2 separate regions of the Mus musculus genome follow, and region 1 is linked to region 2. Evidence: chromatin contacts called from public Micro-C data. All regions are on one chromosome and are shown on one strand. The core of a region is the stretch at or near the end of the contact, and the rest is flanking DNA. Distances in the headings are between cores, read along the strand shown. Region 1 overlaps Mirc35hg (microRNA cluster 35, host gene). Region 2 holds the start of Nrf1 (nuclear respiratory factor 1).

Evidence for each region. Hi-C and Micro-C count contacts between places; a contact is called where the count stands out from the background.
Region 1: a contact with region 2 is called in a Micro-C map of embryonic stem cells, with 2.3 times the contacts expected there. The contact joins the enhancer-like site here to the promoter of Nrf1 in region 2. A contact is called at or near these places in 4 of 39 promoter capture datasets (cranial neural crest, fetal liver, liver and 1 more), 3 of 484 Hi-C or Micro-C datasets (all in embryonic stem cells), 4 of 115 datasets of contacts at active chromatin or transcription factors (the HPC-7 cell line, embryonic stem cells and neural tube) and 1 of 9 other capture datasets (adipose tissue).

Annotation. Positions count from the first base shown.
Region 1 is chr6:30,158,308-30,161,377 of GRCm38.p6, reverse strand. It overlaps Mirc35hg (microRNA cluster 35, host gene), which reads left to right. Exons shown (of 2, transcript NR_126540.1): 2 at 1,753-2,738. Among named protein-coding and RNA genes, the nearest start is that of Mir182, 6.1 kb to the left of the region's middle. Within about 2 kb of position 1,652, at least 12 of the 459 cell types and tissues checked have an H3K27ac peak or open chromatin away from gene starts, as enhancers often do. A contact at or near this core is called in embryonic stem cells, where this site is marked.
Region 2 is chr6:30,046,298-30,049,252 of GRCm38.p6, reverse strand. Nrf1 (nuclear respiratory factor 1) reads right to left here and starts at 1,265. Exons shown (of 12, transcript NM_001164226.1): 1 at 1,140-1,265.

The DNA.
Region 1 (3,070 bases), core at 403-2,902, 110 kb before region 2:
CTATGATAGAGCACCAGGCTGGCATGGGTCAGTGCATCGCACTGGAGGTGAGCTTTACCCTTTTTTAGGGATGTGCATTGTACCCGGAGACATGTCTGTTGTCTTGACTACAGGGGATGAGCCACTGGCATCATGGCAGAGGCCAAGGATGTGGATCAGCATCCTATAATAAGACAACCTGACCCTGTCAGTAGAAGCCAGGCACACTGGCAGACTTGGAATCTAGTACCCCATAGGCTGAGGCAGGAGGATTTTATGATCCAGGCAGCCTGGACTATAGAGTGAGGCCTTGTTTTTTTGTTTTGTTTGGTATTTTTAAAATGTCAGCTGAGGGTGGGAAATGGCACAGGCTGTTAGGTTACAGCCAGCGAGCTGATACCTGAGAGCAAAGATGCAGGCCAGTTAGCGGAGAAGAAAATCAATCGCACAAGGGCAAGTCCTTGAGATTCAGAGATGGAACTGCTGAAGGACTCCAGGAGACCTGGTGACTTTGGCAGAGCATGTACCCACGTGGGACAGCACTAGAGGAGGTGGACCATCCCTGTGCCTTGGTAAGATCCTGGCACCTTCAGATTTGGACCAGACCAGTGGCAGTTTGGGTACCTGGGGGACTGTTGTGGGTTACTAACTTAATTATTGTACATTTAAAGAGATGTTTAAAAATATCCTCTGTCTTTGGAGGTGTGGCTCTGTGGTAGAATTTGCCTAGGCAGATGAGGTCATGGGTTTAAGCTCCAGCACAGGGAAAAAAACCCACACATCTCAGCTTTTGAGTCTGTGACGAGGGCTGTCCTGGAAATGGTCATGTATTTTGTCTTTAGAGATAAGTCAGCCGTCTCCAGGAAAAGCTTACTAGAAAAGATGGAAAATGGAGGTCTTTTACAATCGCTTTAAAACAAGGGAGGCTACAGGCGCCCCTCTGCACCCCAGGTCATCCTTACTGGTGGCTGGGCCCCTGGCTTTAGATGGATGACTGATCTCTCAGCCTTGCCACGGGCTGGGGGGGGGGGGTCCACAGTGGATTGCTGGTCTCAATGGGGAGTGTATCAGCTGAGACTTGTTGACATCAGAACTGTGTTTGGGTCTTAGCTCCCAGGCTCCACAGCTGTGCCCCAGGTACCATCCAGCTAGCTTGTCCCCTAAATGTGTGCAAGTACTGCGGGGAGGAGGGAGTCTCACAGAATGGATGTGTCTTCTTTCACACTGCAGATGCTGTGAGCTGATTCTTTATTTGAAAGTGGGTTCATCCCAGATAGGAGCTTGTCCTGGATATGGGTTCTGAGAGCTCTATTACAGGCATCCCTGTGCAGTGGCTCTGCCACAGTTGCCTGAAATAAAAAGTCTGGCTGGAAAGGCAGATTAGCAGGCCCAGGGATGGTTGGTGGTAGAGGCAGCCATTAAGACTCCCTCTTCCCAGCCAGAGCTCATACCTAGAACTCTCCTGTATGTGCTCCCCAGCCCCTATGACATCCTGTCCTGATGGGCAGTGGAGGGCACAGGACCAGAAGAGGAAGGCCAACTGTCAGTGGAGATTGGGGGGAGGAGCGGCAGGTACCCCTTACATTCACAGGATGGGGTGGGGTAGGGCAGGGCTTGTCCTTTCTGGAGAGCAGACTCAATTGTGTTGAAAGGAGACTTTTGTTACCCTGAGGTGCCTTTCTAGGCATCTTGATCTGAATTTGAATTGCGGATGGTTTTCCTTGACTGAACTGCTTTGCTATGCCTGACTGACTCTCTTCTTATCTCCTAAAGGACTTCCGGAGTGAATTCCACAACTGTAAATAATGTTCCACCATCCAGTCTGTCCACCTGAGAGCTTCAGACTCAAACTAGAGTTCATCACACTGAGTGTCCTCCGAGGACGGCAGGTCCTGGAGTGTTGGGTGCAAGGAGCGTCAACCTCATGCACGGCTCTCGTCTTGGTCCAGAACCTCCGGCATTGGCAAGGGAGGGAAAGGGATGGGAAAAATCTTTAAGCGCTTCACTAAGACCAAAGGAAAGAGCAGCACTGACTTTCTTTTTTTTTTTTATTTTTTTATTTTTTTTTTTGTTTTTTCGAGACAGGGTTTCTCTGTATAGTCTTGGCTGTCCTGGAACTCACTTTGTAGACCAGGCTGGCCTCGAACTCAGAAATCCGTCTGTTTCTGCCTCCCAAGTGCTGGGATTAAAGGCGTGCGCCACCACCGCCCGGCAGCACTGACTTTCTTGAGGGTCTTAGATGTATCCAAGGCTTCCTGGAACAGGTTTTGCAGTGCCTGCTTCTAGGTTGGTGTGTCTCCTGAGAATCTGGGCTCTGATGCAGGAAGAAATTTTTGTCCTCACCGCATCTCCCGGCAAAGGAGGAAACCCCTGCATCATTTCTTGTGGCAACCATTTCAGAAGGACCGCTGCCTGGCTCACCATCTTTGTCCCCTTCAGCCTTCCCCCCTAGAGTTACAACCTGGGAACAGGCACTTGGGAGTTTAGCCCTTCTCAGAGTATCTTTGCAAAGGAGTTTTTGTTTGGTTGGTTTTTGTTACAATGTTTCCTGTCTTGTGTGAACCAGTGACACCATTTATTTGCCCAGACCATAATTCCACCCAGGTTGACCCAAGCTGGCAAATGTGTGGCCTCCTCTGGACCCTGGCTTCTCACTCATGTATTACCCTTTTAAATGTCATTGTATACATCTTTTATGGAACCTGCTTCAAGTCATTCTTCTTAAGTATTTAAAAGTAGCCTCTTCCTGGAAAAATAAAACTGTTCTAAGATTGGGTTGTGATGGTGAATGCCTTTACCACGCACCAACAAGTGAGCACTGTGCTCAACAGTACCCAGTGAGATGAGCCTTCCTGTCAGTAAAATGTAAGAGCTTAGAGGGATGGTGCTAACGGGGCACGCTGTTATAAAGACCACCCTGAGTTACTGATGATAGAGCCCACAGGCTCTAGTTGGTTATCAAGCTCCGTGCTCCCTGGTGCTCTTGTCCTCGACACTTGTCTGCTTCTGGGTTTGGACTGGGTGTGAGCTACAGGTCGCCACTGATCAGGTCACAGTGGGCACGTAACAGACCGAGGCAGGCTTCCCAGCT
Region 2 (2,955 bases), core at 16-2,515:
TGGGGATGACCTGCTAACAGCTCCTCCAACTGGTCAGAGCAGATAGCCTTTGAAGCTCTAACAACATTAATGTATGTTTAACATTTTCAAGTTCTGGTGGGTAGTCAGATGCACCGAACAAAGTTTGGGGCCAGCAGCAACGACACAACAGGTGAGAAACAGTGGACATCACTACAGAACATGCAATGGCAAACCCACGAATCCACGAAAGCCTGGGAGATGTGGGAGAGAATCAAGCACAAGACCACCCCAGACCCCCTGTTTTATCCGAGGCAAAGGCTCCGTTCCTTCTTAAGGGGTGCGCCACCTCCCCCTCCTGTCCCCCGGAGACCACCACGCCAGTCCCAGGAAGAACCCAGGCCCCTCGGTGGGTATCTCCGCCGGAGAGGAAAAACACAATGTCGCTCCTTATTTCTGCGTACAAAAGGACTTTGCGCCCTCCTCCTCCTCCTCGAACTGCCGCCTAGGCGCCTCCTCACAACTTGCAAGAAGGTGGGCAGCGCGCCATATTCAGCGCCCCCCAGTCCACCTGGGTAACCATCCCACGCCACCCCGGCGGGAGGGAAGCTTCGGAGGTCGCCCGGCCGAACCACCAGCCTCCTCTCCCGCCAGAGACAGCCACTCCCGCGCCCCGCCCGGCCGCACCGAGCCACCGGCGGGCCAGAGCCGGGAAGAGCCGAGGGGGCGAGCGCCGAGCCGCCGCTCCGGTCCCGCGCAGCCCACCCACCTCCCGCTCCCGGGCCCGGCGCGCTCTCCCGGGCCGCCGGCTCCCGAGCCCGCAGAAGGAAGACCAGGCCCGGGGTTCCACGGCGCGGAGGAGGCCGCGGCCGGGAGAACCCGAGGCGGTAGGGGAGGCCGGAACCCTGGGGCTCTCGGGAGGGCAGCCGCCTCCCTACCGAGCCCGCCAGGACGCCCGGGGCCTAGTGCGGCCTGCGCATCCTCGGGGTGGCGGTTTGGCTGGGCCGGGCCCGGGCCCGGGCCCCCCGCCCCAGGCAGGCCGAATCCGGCGGGGGCCCAGGCCCCGAGCCGGGGGCGGCAGGGTGCCGGCTGCGGGGCGGGCCGGCCGGCCGGCGGGCGGGCGGCGTGTTGCGGCTGCGCCGGGGCTGAAATAGCTGGAGATTGCGCGGTAGGGCACTCACCTCAGAGCGGCTGCGCTACCGTGGGCCTGCGCCGTGGAGACTGCGACCGCGCCGGCTCCTCGCAGCCTCCTGCCACCAGCGGCAATGGCGAGCGCTGCCGCCTCTGCCGCCGCCGCCGCCGCCGAGGAGGGGGAGGGGAGGGAGGAGGCACGCACGCGACGCACGGCTCGGCTTCCCCGCCCGGAGACCGCCATGATGGCGAGGCCAGCACGGCTCTGCGGCTCCGGGGAGGGGGCTCTCGGCGGCGCTCTCTGAGACCCCCGGCCGCCTCGTCGGCCTCTGGTGCGGCTCGGCAGCGCTGGCCGGGGCCCGGACCAGGAGGGCAACCGGCTGAGCAAGTCGCGGACGCGGCGGCGAAGTGGTTCATGCCGCCCAAGATGGTTGCTAATCCGAAGGAGCCCTCCGCTCGGAGCCGAGCGCGGGGAACTGAGACCTCCGCTCCAAAGCGGCTCCCCCACATTTTACTCGGCGCGCCTTTGCGTAGTCGCCTCGACCCCTCTCTGAAATGCGCTTTGTTTCTCTGTTTCAAAGCCCCAACCAGATCTGTAAACGGGGAACTTTGGTACAAAGCAATATGGTAATTTATTCTCTCGTTCCTTAGACCAACATTTCTAAAGGGCCCCTTTCCGTACTGGATGCTGTTATGGGTGCTCCGAAGTGCACCTGTTAGCAAACCAAGGCTCTATTTAATAAAAATAAAAAAGTAAGTTCTTGCCCTTGCTTTCTCGGCGCTTAGATGAAGCAATAGGGTATCCTAGTATGCCTAACAAGTGAGCAGACAGTGGGAAAATGAAAGGTTGGGGACATGGGGTAGTTTGGGTTGCTTTTGTTATGTCATCAGGAGCCCCCATCAGAACCACCGGGAGTCCCAGCTCCAACTGAAACCTAGAATCTGCATTTTTAACACTTCTGGGAGATTTAATGTGCACTAGATAAATGCCCCACATGGTGTCAGAAAACAGCTTAACAAATAAGCAAACATTTTTTTAATTGGATACCTTTGTCTTATGTAGTTTTTTTTTTTTTTTTTTTTTAGTCCAAGACAGGATTTCTCTGTGTAGACCAGGCTGTCCTGGAACTCACTCTGCAGACCAAGCTGACCTCCAACCCAGAGATCATCTGCCTCTACCTCCCCAGTGCTGGGATTAAAGGCGTGTGCCACCACTGCCCAGCTTAACTGAATGCCTTTTTCCCTTAACGGTTTCTTTTCTCTTCCTTCCTTCCTTACTTCCTTCCTTTCTTTTTTTTTCTTTTTCCTTTTTTTTGGTTTTTAGAGACGGTTTCTCTGTGTAGCCCTGGCTTGGCTGTCCAAGAACTCTGTAGACCAGGCTGGCCTCAAACTCAGAAATCTGCGTGCTTCTGCCTCCCCAGTGCTTGGATCAAAGGCGTGCGCCACCACTGCCTGGCACCCTTAATGTTTTCTAAATCAAACCGATATCACTGTCACTACCCATCCCTGTAGGAATAATGTCTGCTCTTTCCTCTTTGCCTCAATGATTTTTTTTTTTTTTTTTTTTTTTTTTTGAGATAGGGTCTCAACTATGTAGCCCAGGATGGCCTGAAACTCACCATAAAGACCAGACTGGCCTGGCCTCTAACTCAGAGATTTTTATCCTGTCCTTGCCTTCCAAGTTCTGGGATTAAAGACATGGACCCTCTGCCTGGCCATCCAATGACATCTTTAAAGCGTTGTTGCCTCTTTCTGACTTTGGTCCAGGCTGCTTTCGTGTGGAGGTGCTGCACTTAGACTCTGAACTGGCTCCCAGACCCTGGACTTGCTCTCCCCAGCCCCTTCTGCACACTTCAACTTGAATGG